Linked DNA regions of Anas platyrhynchos: region 1 is linked to region 2. The links are chromatin contacts, called in public Hi-C maps. All regions are on one chromosome and are shown on one strand. Each heading gives the region's core, a stretch centred on a gene start, on an enhancer-like site or on the middle of the called end of the contact. The rest is flanking DNA. Distances are from core to core; before and after follow the strand shown. Region 1 has its middle 11 kb from the start of SNX10. Region 2 overlaps SNX10 (sorting nexin 10).

Region 1 (6,474 bases), core at 2,443-4,942, 39 kb before region 2:
TGAATATGCTGACTAGTTGCTTTTACCTTTCTCAAATGTATGCTGTTCACAGGCACGTTCAGTTTAACAGTGTTTTGCTGTTTTCCCAGACTTCGGTTGTGGCAGCACATGAGACACAAGTGTTTGGTGGTACCTGCGGCTCAGCGGGACCTGGGAGGAGGCTGCAGAAGCTTTGAGCTTTACGATGCTCGTGCTGCTGTTAGGACAATTCCAGCCAACAACTCGGGTAACATCAGAGCTTTTTGAAGTTCAAATGGAAAACATCTCCAAAATCCATCTCAGGGACTTCTATCAAAGCATTCTGGGCTCGTATTTCAAATAAGTGGTAGATGGTGGTTGGGGTTTAACCCAGCCGGCAGCTAACCACCACACAGCTGTTCGCTCACCCTCCCCCCTCCCTCTCTGGGATGGGGGAGAGAAACGGGAAAGTGAAGCCCGTGAGTTGAGATAATGACAGTTTATTAAGACAAAAATAATAATAGTAACAATAATGATGATAATAGTGCTAAGAATAATAACATGCACAAAACAAGTGGTGCGCAATGCATCACTTGTCAGCTCACCACCCGCTGACCAATGCCCAGCCTAACCCTGAGCAGTCCGGCACCCCCACCATGGCCAGCCACCCCTATATATTGTTTAGCATGATGCCATAAAGTATGGAATACCCCTTTGGCCAGTTTGGGTCAGCTGTCCTGGGTCTGTCCCCTCCCAGCTCCTGCTGCACCCCCAGCCTACCCGTTGGCAGGACAGAGTGAGAAGCTGAAATGTCCTTGGCTTGGTGTAAGCACTGCTCTGCAACAATTAACACATCAGCATATTATCAGCACTCTTCTCATCCTAAGCCAAAATGTAGCACCCTACCAGCTACTAGGAAGAAAATTAACTCTGTCCTTTCTGAAACCTGGACAATAGTTTAAAAGCAGTACATGCAAAAAAGAAAGATCAATTGCAGGCTCAGAGAAAGAGCCTGCAATTGATCTACCCCCATACAAAAAGGAAGGGTGCTTTTCTTCCTTGGAAGGTGCTGTGGGATTTATTAACCTGGTGAGAGAATCAGATATGATTCCCAGTGCTCCAGATGGCACCATCCCGTTGGGAGCTCATATTCCGAGGTCTAAAGATGCTGGTGTTGATGGCGTGGTGTTGGAGAATGCAATAACTTATTGCAATGATTTTTTTTAATTAGATGATGGTTTAAGTAAGTGGTCAAGTACTTAAATTCATTGCACTGTCTGCAAAAGAATTTTTACCTGGTGAAAAGATAGCCCTTCTGGGTATTGTACTGGAAGGCAGGGTTAGTTTTCTTTTCTTTATTGAATGTACCAATCACTCCCATTTTCTGGAGCAGGGGAGGCATCGTTAGCTTCTGGATCTCATTCCTCCCTCCCCAAAATGGTTTCCTTCAGGTGCCCTGTTCTGCACAGAGTTGTGTATGTATTTTTGCTTCCAGGTCTTCATCCAAAAGCACTGAGCCTTGGTCAACAATCAGAACATTTTGTCTACATGTAGAAAAGACCTAATACTGAAACTCAGACAGAATGAGACAGGTAATTTTTTTCTTTAATATCTGAAATACAAAGAATGCTTGAAATACTTCCCAACCTTTTAAAATAACAATCAAAAAGCAGGGAATTAATTGTGTTGTTGGTTATCCTAGATCCGCAAAATGCTGCTTACACCAAATATATTGAGAACCCAAAGAACTGAAACCATTTGCTTCTTCCAGCATTGAGCCCTGGTAGTCTAGGCAAGATGCAACATTTCTGACCAAAAGCCAGGTGAAACACTTCCATTCGCCTGGGTGCCACTCCAATCTTAATAACTATAGTATTAACAAGCCGGGTGGAGGTGTTCAAAGATTTGCTTTAATAAAATAATACACTGTAGGCCTTAGATTTCAATATATATGTATATATTTGGGAGATTGCATATCTGCAGAATTCACGGGCTGCCCTTTGAAATTCTGTTGTTTTGTCACAGGCTGTCAGTATTTTGCAGATCACTGCTCAGAAAATGTATGCTATCCCCTCAGATTAGGAAAAAAATAGTTAAGCATATCTTTTTTTGAATGAGACGCTGATTTGTGGAGTGGTTCAAGATGCAGTGTCTGGATTTAAGCGTGTAACCGTGTGGTGATTCAATAGGTGGCACTCCAGGCTGAGCCGGGCATCTGCCTGCACCCTGTCCTCTCCAGCAGGTGGGGTGCCTGCACCTGTGCTGGCTGGGGAGACCCCGAGGAACCCAGGAACCCATGATGGGGAACCACAGGAGCTCTCCAAGCACACCTGCTTGCGTACGACAGCCATTGGAGAAGAGGGATTGTGCAAGTGGATATTTCTGTAGGGCCTTCTCCTCGTGATGCTCCTCTTGGGACATGAGTATCAAAAATGGAATGGGAAGCAGTGCCCTGAGAATTTCAGAGGTGAACAGCAACTTCCCTCAAGGTGGTTCCAGGCACTGATGCCCCCCTTCAGGAACCTAACCCTGCTCACTGCTTACTAATCAGTTTTCTGCCAGTAGATCAGCAGTTGGAGCTCCTGTCGTGAAGATTTGTGCCTCCATTAAGAGGATGTTGTGTTCGTTTAGAGGGAAGTAACTGGGCCTAGGGAATAAAGGGTCGTATTATGCGCTCAATATTAACTGCTTAGTTATGGTTCAAGGTTGGAATAAAGAGACGCTGGTTTTCTTTATCCCGTGGCAGACATGCAACATCCATGCTGAAGTTTCCAAATGTATTGTTAGGATGAGCAATGACTAAATGGTAACATTTAAATACAGCAGCATTTTGAAACTTGAATAAAGATGTAACATTAGTAAATGTTACAAACCCTTAGCAGAGAGAAGATGCTGTAATGGAAGAGCTTACCCCACCAATAATTCTTGTGAGAAATAACAGCTGCTCAGGGTGGTTTTTGTGACAACCATGGCTACATTCCTGCTGCCACTTTCATGGCTGGTATCCACATTGGTGGTGGTGTGATGTCCTAAGAGATCCAACTTACTACTTGCTCCCTTGGCATCTAATGTTGCCTCCGTACAATGCAGGTATTCCAAACTGGCTGAAAGATTTCACATTGATAAATCGCTCTCTTTCCAAGAAAGTTCTCGTGCTAAAATAGCGCTTGGAACAGTTCTGACTGAAACACTCCCCATCCTTTTGCAATACCACTGGTAAATACTGGAGTGGACTCAGAGCTGACCTGCTGATGCAAGGCTGGGGATGCAGCAAAGTGGCTGAAGAAAAACGATGCGCAGAGCAAAGGGAGCTTTACCCATTTGGATGGAATGGTTATGGCATATGCTGGGGATGTTAGGTGGAAAGAAGACACATGGAACATTCCTCATGTCTTAACATTGTTACAAAAATGCTACAATGCTGAGACCATTGCAGGCTCAATTCCTAGTCCCTCTTTCAAATGATAGATATTAGCTTCTCTTAAAATAAAGATAAGCTTTTTTTTTTTTTGCTTTTTTTTAAGAGGCAATTTGATTTGTTAGGCAGTGCATTACAAAGGCAAAACTGAAGTTAAAGGCAGTACTAAAACTTGAATTTGTGGAGGACAATGTATGCACATAAATCTAGCGGTACTGGAGAACATTTCAAAGACACAATTACAAACTCAAGAGATACTTTGTAGTAGTGGAGACATGAAATTCAAACAATTGAAGGCCTCTCACTCTTTCTTATCGTCCTCTGTGTTACTTGCTATCTGAAACTGCTGAATTACAGCAGTACAGACTGCTCACTGCCTGCCTCTATTTTGAATACAGCAACTTTATGGGGAAAAAAATCCATGCAACAAGACTTATTTCCTTGCTTAATTGCGCTAATGAAGTGAGAACGGCACAGAGCAGCATGGAAATATTTATTTGAAATTGTAGCAAGTGCACAAGGGAATCCCCTGCCGCAGGCTGATTGAAGACAGGAGGCATTGCAATCCTCCTTACTCACATTACTGTGCCAGCTAATCCTAAGGCCAGACCAAAGGGTTTTGTAGCAATTTGACTAGGAAATTCTTACCACTCTTTCCACCACAAAAGTTCCCCTGATATCCATACTGGTGATTACAAGGTAATTAAAAAACTAAAAAATATATATATATTGAAATTTGGGATCAGAAAAAAAGTAATTTAGGCATAAGCAGAAACTGAAGAGTCCCTCAATTACTTGAAAGCATATCTAATTAAGTAACACATCTGTCACAGAGTCTTTGGCCTTAGCTTATTTGGCCACACAACATAATGAATAAACCTCCCATTAAAGTCATTAAGAGCAGACAAAGCCACGATGTGCACCCTAGGACTTGCCTGTACAAGAAATAGCTCAGACCAGGTACAGCAGAAGATCTATTCTGCAACACTTCCCTGGGGGAGCACTTTTTTTTGCCATAAGTATGCATTTGTGTGGTTTCACTTAATACACATGAGAAGTGAAATATGTTAAAAGCAAACAAAGGCATCCGTCATGTCAAACAAGTGCATCTGTGTGAGGAACTGGTGCACAGTGCCTGCTGGGCTTTGAATTCCCCACTTGAGATCGTTTCACAGTAACCACCTTATATAGATCAATGCAAAGTAGCACAAAGTGCACTGCTCCTTCATTGTAAATTTACAAAGTGAAGGAAATCGACCCATTGAATGCATGGCTTCATGACGAGGTAATAGCTAGCCAGAAGCTGCTTGGGGTGCTGAGATACTGCTGCAAGTCAACCAGGCAGCTCACAAAGTTGAGTCTGCTGATTGCCAAGAAGCAACAGTAGTTCGGCACCACTTGCACCCTAGAATGTGTTTTCTGTCTGTTTATGGGACAATCAAAACACCATTTCAAATATACTAGTGCGATTGATGTAAATTTTATCACAAGTTTAAATATTAAGTGAGCGTAACTGCTTATTCCATACAGACTTGAAAAAAAATGGCATTTATTCAGTGCAGTGCCTTTAAGGCAATGGATGCACTCCTTTGAAATGTGCAGAGTACATGGTTAAGAAGCAGGGTGAAGCCTGCCGTGCTGAGCAGAAGATACCTGATACACTTGACTAACTGCTGAGAGACTAAACGAGACCCCTTGAGATGAACCAAAAATACAGTTTGCCTACAATTGAGAGTGGTACCCCCATATGAGAGTAGTACCTTTCTAACTACAGAGTTATGTTTAAAATAATACAGCCTTGTCAAAGACTTCATTAAGTTGGCACTAGATAAGCTTATATCTGTGCTAAGGACAGGGTGAGTTATACTAATTTGCAATAGCTTTAAAAGAGCATAATACATTATTAACAGGAATTGCACCAGTGTATTTATTCTGGTTATATTCTGGTTTATTCTGGTTAGCCCCCTGAATGACAGGTACAAGAGCATAAGTCCATGTAGACCATGTGATGGGGCTAAGGGAAGATAATGGCACGAGAATTCCTGCAAAGTAGCGGGAATCTGCTCCTTGAGCTGTGGAAGCTGCCCACAAACTATGATCGCAAAGCAAGGGAATGCAAGATGATAGCAGTCACTTAAATCCTTCTTGTTGCCTGCTGAATTAGACAGTATGATATGGCATTTACATGAACCAGCACCAGTTATTGTAACTCAGCTGATGTGTGGTAACTGTTCAGCTGCTGGATATTCAACACAGGTTTAAGTCCTGACCCTTTGCAGTCAAAGTACCAGTGGGAAATATTCTTTCTTCTCAGTGTGTGACTAGAACAAGCATACATGCTTCAGCTGTTATGAAAAGTGGTCACTTGCCCAGTAACACCACCGTTCTGTCAATAATACCAGGCCCACTAGGTCTTTGTCTTTCCAAACCTGCTTCTCCTAATTACCTTGCTGTTCTTAATCTTCATTTGTAGCCACCTTGCTACAGCTTCTCTTAAAATATTCGCTGCCAACTTGGTTCCTCCTGTCTGTGCTCATCTCTGATAAAAACCATCAACCAAATGCCTCTCAAAACCACTCATTCCTCCTGCCTTTTTAGTGCTTCCCTTCAGGCTTCCCCTGGTTCCCCTTGCTAGTTACTCTCAACTCCTTTTTCCTGTGGGCAACAAGAAGTTTTCTTAGCAAGTCATTGCATGGACACTGCCTGGAAGACTACAGCAGAAGTCATGGCAGCGGGGCAGCCCCACCTCTGTTCCTCTGGCTCTGGGTGAGGTTTCTGCACAGGCTTCTGCGGTGTGGTGAAAACTGTAGGTTAATCTGCCAAATGAAACAGATGCTCGTTTAGAAGTACACATGCACAATCTGCTCAGAACAGGTCTCCCTCTAAGGCTGATAAAGGATGGGTAATCTTGTCATCGTTTTTCAGATGTGGAATAAATAAATAAATGGTGCATGGGGATTTTCTTTGCATCAAAAGAAAAACCAGAATACAAATAGAGGAAATGGACTTACAGAGTCCAAAACAGAGAGGGTCTGGTGGGAGATGTGGTGATTGGTGGCCGCCTCGGTCATAGCGACCATGAAGTGGTTGAGTTCAAA
Region 2 (6,176 bases), core at 519-3,018:
ATTCATCTGTGTGGTTATGTAAAGAGGTAGTGTAAAGGAGCAGTGCAGTCTTAGCTAGCCTCTGACTTGAGTTAGAAGGAGGCACAGTGTTAGTTTTAGTACTGCAATGCTGTAACCCCTTTATCACATGCAGTGGCAGAGACCTTGTCGGTGTAATCTTCTGCTTTCTCTGCCATTCTCTTAATATCCTGCCACTGCTGCTATGAGTGCAGATCTGTTCAGAGTTGCTACAGCAGGAACTGTGAGCGAGTTTTGAGGTTGCTTTAGCCACTGTTTGGGTTAAGGGCATGGTAAAACAGAACAGAGATATTCGTCTTCTTTTATTATCAGTGTTTCCATGAATCAGAACTGCGTAAGCAAAGGAAAAAATAATCATTTAAGTAGGTTTTAGGCCTTGTGGTCGGGGGGCAGGGGGAATACTGGACCACTGTTTTTCCACTCAGTATATTATAATTACAGGTTTCCCTAACAGATGATAAATGATTGATCCTAAGGCATGCATGTTAGGCTAAATAACTGAAGGCAGGAGGAGCTAGCCATTGTGGGAGCTGCAGGAATATTTGTGTGTACAGTTATATATGGGATCTGTGCCAAAGGGATGGTCACTACATGCTGGTTGAGGACTTACAAGATGGGGAAAGGAAAGCAGAAAAGGATTAGTGTTTAATTCTTCACCTCACAAGAGAAAGACAGTGAACTAGTGATGGTGCTTCCAGGGGAGAGAGCACTAATGGCCAGTCAGACCACAGGTAGTTCATGTCCCTGTGTCTGAGCAATTTTTAGCGGTGCTTACACAGCCTTAGGTGTGCTGCCCCACGGAGCAGCACGTTTTCAAAATCACTCATATATTAAAATAGTGAAGAGGCTCATCTGTTAACACGGGACAATACTGCAGCATCAGAAATATTTACAGCTGCTGTCAGTGCTTCAGAAGACAAGACACAGAGGTAGATTCTCTAAAAACAGATCATCACTCTCCAATTTTGTGGATGTCTGTGTCTTAAATGGGTACTGACAGGAGAAAATGACAGCGCGTTGAGCATGTTACCTTACTGCTCTTAGTCCAGGAGTGAGAAAAGAGGCATCTCTGTCGTAAGGGGATGATTTAAATGTTTGAACTTGGATGCCATTTGGAAAGGTGTCGGCTTTTCTCTCAGCCCGGGGGAATAGTTGGAAGGAATTTTCAGAGATACAGTTGTGTTGTGATGAATTGGCTTGGCAAATTATGTGCCGTACCATTGCCCTCTGCTGGCTGGCATGTCTGATGTACTGCTATTTATAGAAGGCATCTTTTTAGTGGCTGAACTAGGCTGCCATGATGCTTTTTTTTTTTTTTTTTTTTTAATAAGTCTGAACCAAAGGTTGTGATTTCTTTCTCTTGTGGAACTCATTGATGAGCACATTGTCTTTAAATCTTGCATGTGATCACTGCTGATTTTGGACTTGCTCCAGCTAATACTGCTGACACCATCCCACTTCTTCTGCCTTTACATATTGGCAGTTTATATAGAGAGTGTATATATATAGCTTATGCAAAGGCAGAAGAAAAAAGAAGTGTATATAAAAACATAAAGACAGACTTGATTTTACATGAAGTCCGGGTATGGATGCTACAAGTTCTCTGGTGTGGCAGCGACAGGGGAAGGCAGGACCTCCCTGGTATATTGGGAAGGGAGTAGGAAAGGAGCCAGAACACAGTTGCATTGCTCAGAACCACAAAACTGAGTGCCTCATTCCCCCCAGCAGTGGCAGCAGTCATCGTGCACAAGCTCACAGCCTTCGCTGATATTTCTTTGTGACAGAGGGAAGGAATTGGATCCTAACCTATGTGTATCTGTCAAGGTGATACAGGAACCCAAGCTATATTCAGTACGCTGTGAGAGCATCAGGATCCGAGCCATACCTGACAATGGAGTTCAGATTTTAAACCCTTTCTGTTCCTGCCCGTTGCTCAGTGTGAGAAGGTTGCTGCAGCCTCTGCCAGGACGGTAGCCACATGCCAGAAGTGTCAGTTCCTGTCTTTTATCCTGGGAACACCTTCACATCACCTGTATGTAGGCAGCTATAGAGTCCTCTTGTCCTCCTTCACAGAACTAGGTAGCACGCTGAGGCACTTAGAATGGGCCTTTTTGTAGCTTCTTCATGCTGAGCATGCCGACAGCTGGAAACTAAACCAAAGCCTTAGAGTTTGGTGAAGCCTGGAAGTGGGTTTTGAGTTTTGGTTTGGCTTTACCACACAAATACAGGGTTGGACCTGCTTGTCTTATAGGTTATTATCTCTGAATGATGAAGAGCTGTAAGGCTTACTTCTTGTCTGGGCATAATTTAATATTTCAAAAACCCATTTGCATTAACGGAAGCCAGCCAGCCCATTTTCAATTATGAATTACTTTGTAAGAATAAGGAAAATGATGTGTGTTTTTTCTGGTAGGTATCCTCATGGATTTGAGGATAGATTCACTGGAAAAGCTTATTCTTAAACTGGAGGTCAAAATTAAAACTACCTTATAATGCTGGGTTCTGTAAGATCTTGTTTGCTTTCAGCCCTGTTTAGCTGCACAGGTTTAACTTTGGGATTTAGATTTCCTGCAGTCCCACAAGCAGAAGCTGGTGTAAGTGTTGAGAAGTCCCCATGGGGACAGGCAGATGTGGAAAGTGGGAGACTGGCTCCGAGGAGGATGGATCCCAGCCTGCCAGGGCCTCAGAGGCTCCTTCGTCAGCGCAGAACAGGTGGCAGCACTGGTGGCCGTGGGGCAGGTAGGATTTCCTCCAGTGGATGGTGGCCACCTCTTTCCAGTGGAGCTGTTCCGAGCAAAACCTTGAAACTATTTCCTCTCTGGCGAGGGCAGCAAATCCATTGAAGTGAATAATGCTTTGCAGGCATGTGTCGGTTAATTCCTAAATGTATTCATTATCAGATCCTAAACAGTTGCTTCACAGTTGCTTGCTATCAGTAACATTTCCTCTGTTATAAAAAATGAATGAGGAGACACAGTAGGCTTTTTAAAAGGAGGAAATGAAGCTTTGTTTACTGCGGAGCCCTGCGCTCGCTGCGAGAGGCTGAGCGGATGTTCAATAGAGGGCACCACAGCCCAGGCTGTGATCTGCTGTCTCTCAAGTTTTATTTTCCCCTTTCCCTCGTGATATGATGTAAATGGGCAGAGTAAATTTGTTGAAAACAAAATCGGAGTGTTAACCTTCCACACACATACAAGTGTGCATCTGTCATTGTATTAGGTTACAGTAGATACAGGAAATCTTTAGTTAGGATTAAGTTGTACTGTTCGGCCATATGTTGCTCTCCTCCAGCAGAGCAGTGTATAATATACCTAATAAAATCATGTTGAAGAAAACCAGATTTTGGACCCCGTCCAAATAAGACAAAGCACATGTTTTGTCTTTTGTAAATGCTCTGCTGTAACATGGGGAAGGAGAAATGCTCCTCGTGTACTGCCCGGCGTTTCCTCAAAAATGACGTTATTTCTTCGGGTCGGAAAGTCGCCTTTTCTGCCCTTCTTCTTTAAAGGTCTAGAGATCACGGGCGTTTACTGAAAGCTTACAAACAGAGATCCGCATGGCCACGAATAAAAAATGATTTTATTATCTGTAATTCAAACGTAGAGCCTTATCCTGCAGCCCCCTTAATCACATAAGCAGTCATTATGCATGTGAGCAATCTGGCAGAGAGGAGTGAGATCTCTGACAAGTAATGACTACTGATGTGATGAAGACTTGCAGGATTTAGCCTTGCATTCTTATTCTAGGCATGCATAGAAAGTCTGCTGTTCCCTTGAACGCGGCCAGGCAGCTTGTAGGAGTTAGCAGAGGGAGCCGTGACTCCTGCAGCAGCACGGCTGCGGGGAGAAGCGATGCCACTCGCTGCAACTGCGGCTCGGCACTGACACCCGCTGCAGTAAAACTCCTCGAGAAGCACTCTGCTACTGGTTGAGTTCACACCACACACGTGTATCCGAGTAGTAACATCAGGGCATTCAGCCTTTTCTCCTGCCTTCCTCATTTTGAAGGCCTTGGAGCCAAACCTGCTTTTCCCACCAGCTCCCACAACGTGTCCCTGGGACAGCAAAGGCCCTGAAGGGCGGCTGCTGTACCAGCACTTAATGCCACCACAGCATCTGGTGACAAACGTGTGGTCGTTTCCTTGCAACGGGAGCATTTCCAACAGGAAAATGTAACCCTTACGGATAGCACAGCATTTATTTTTCATGTTGATCGCTTGAAGGATGCAATTAAAAAGCGATCCAACCTGTTGGTTCAGGTGAGGGGGGGGAGCAGAAGTTATGTTTTAATTAAAAGAAGGAAGAAACGTTTCAAGGGTATGTGACTGGGTGAAAGGTGTGGGTATATTTGCTTGCAGGAGGGCTTTAAATGCGTTGCAGAATGCTTTGTGTGTTTGGTATCCTCCAGCCCGCCCCCAAAACGCGCATGTGGGATTAGCCTTGTGCACATTGAATTTCATCCCCTCGGTTTCCCTTCACTCTTTCCACCTCCAGATGGCACTGTGAAGCAGAGAAGAAAATGACTGTGAAATAATGAGTCCAATGTAAAGTAAAATTGGAAATTGAATTATAGCTGCAGAAAAAGGACGGTAGCCTTGAGGTCCTGATCAGTCTGTACTCTTATCACTTTTGTTTGCTGTTCCCTGTGTTAGGTTACCGCTGAGTTAATAACAGGGCTTTAGCAGTTCAAGGCTTAGCAGAATTGTACTGGACATGAAATAAAGCTAAAATGAATTTGTGTCCAATATCATTGACATTAGTGCTCATTACTTCTCTGGTGTAATGCCTCAAACCATCTAAAATCAATTTTAAAGATTACCCATTATTTTATAAAGAAAATAAAATACGTTTCAAGCAGCAACAAAGCTGTAAGTGTGGTGTAATCTCATGAGCAGTTAGTTACTTGTGTTTTCGCTGGTTGGCAGGAAACTTTTGAAGGTAGAGGAAGAGGAAAATCTGTGAAACTGAATGCCATGGGCAGAATTTAATATCTTGGCTTTTGCTGTGTTACTTTGTATTAGACACGCAAATGTTAGAATTGCAGCAATGTGCATCCCCTCACTGTGCTCCCAAGCCTGGGAAAACTGGTAACTCATAGTTACTCCAGAGTAAGCTCCAAGATGTTATTTTTTTATACTTTTTTTTTCTTTTTTTTTTTAAGAGGAGGAAGAGAGGGAGGAGAAAATTTACTCCTGCAAGAGCATAAACTATAAGCATGGATTTATTGTGTGGGATGGTTATTTTGTCTTTTACTTTTTGTCGCAATGTTTGTCGTCTTTGGGAATTTATGTTTATCAAGAGTCAAGGCTGAGATCCTCTTTTAGTGGCCAGTGAATGATGACTTTCCAAACTATTCATGAGGCTGTTGCTGTCAAGGTGTGTAGACTTGTAAATTCTGTGCTTTGGATCATTTTTACTTAGCGTTTGGTTGCTTCTTTGACTGCTAAGAAGCTTTTCAGTGTATTTAAACACTGCATGCATTGATTTCATGGAGGTATACTCTATTTGCTATATTTATTTTAAAGTAAAATTGCGAGACTTTATATAGGATTAAAAAGACTATGGGGGTATGAAAATGTGTTTGAGTTTTAGCAAAATCTGGTCCTTCTGAGACTGAATTTTACATGCACCTGGTAGATCATTAGACTCATTGGAAGATAACAAAGTTTGAATTATTTGGCTGGGAGTGTGTGTGTGTTTTCCTAGGCAAATGTGAGTACAGAAATATCCTACGTTTTCAGTTAGCTATCTCTTATTATTTATTTTGATTTGACAGAATTTTATAGGCTTAGATAAAGTCAGACATTTTTTAGTATATTAATTAAATGTTGTTGTAATGTTGGCTACTTTAGAGCCCGGATTTCAGAATGTATTTGTATTTTAAAATGTTACAGTCCAAGCACTTCATTAATCTCTTTTGATAGAAGGAACTAATCAGTTATACATTTCATTTTAGTTGGAGTACCTATCAAATGCACAATTTCTTACTGCTTTTACTACTTCTTGCATTAATGTCATTTCTTGTTTCCTCTTGCATGGTGTGATGACTTTTTTTGGGTAACTACTTGTAACCTAAGTGGGTAGAAATAGGTAAATAATGACTCTAATAGTTATGGTTTGCTTAAAGATATTTAAGTAATTTTCATGGAGAATTATTTG

Evidence for each region. Hi-C and Micro-C count contacts between places; a contact is called where the count stands out from the background.
Region 1: a Hi-C map of skeletal muscle shows a contact between it and region 2, with 7 times the contacts expected there. The contact joins two enhancer-like sites. A contact is called at or near these places in 3 of 8 Hi-C or Micro-C datasets (liver, skeletal muscle and subcutaneous adipose tissue).

Annotation. Positions count from the first base shown.
Region 1 is chr2:124,923,074-124,929,547 of IASCAAS_PekinDuck_T2T, reverse strand. No RefSeq gene overlaps it. Among named protein-coding and RNA genes, the nearest start is that of SNX10, 11 kb to the right of the region's middle. Within about 2 kb of position 3,692, at least 1 of the 8 cell types and tissues checked has an H3K27ac peak or open chromatin away from gene starts, as enhancers often do.
Region 2 is chr2:124,882,628-124,888,803 of IASCAAS_PekinDuck_T2T, reverse strand. The region is part of intron 5 of SNX10 (sorting nexin 10); the gene reads left to right. Among named protein-coding and RNA genes, the nearest start is that of SNX10, 30 kb to the left of the region's middle. Within about 2 kb of position 1,768, at least 1 of the 8 cell types and tissues checked has an H3K27ac peak or open chromatin away from gene starts, as enhancers often do.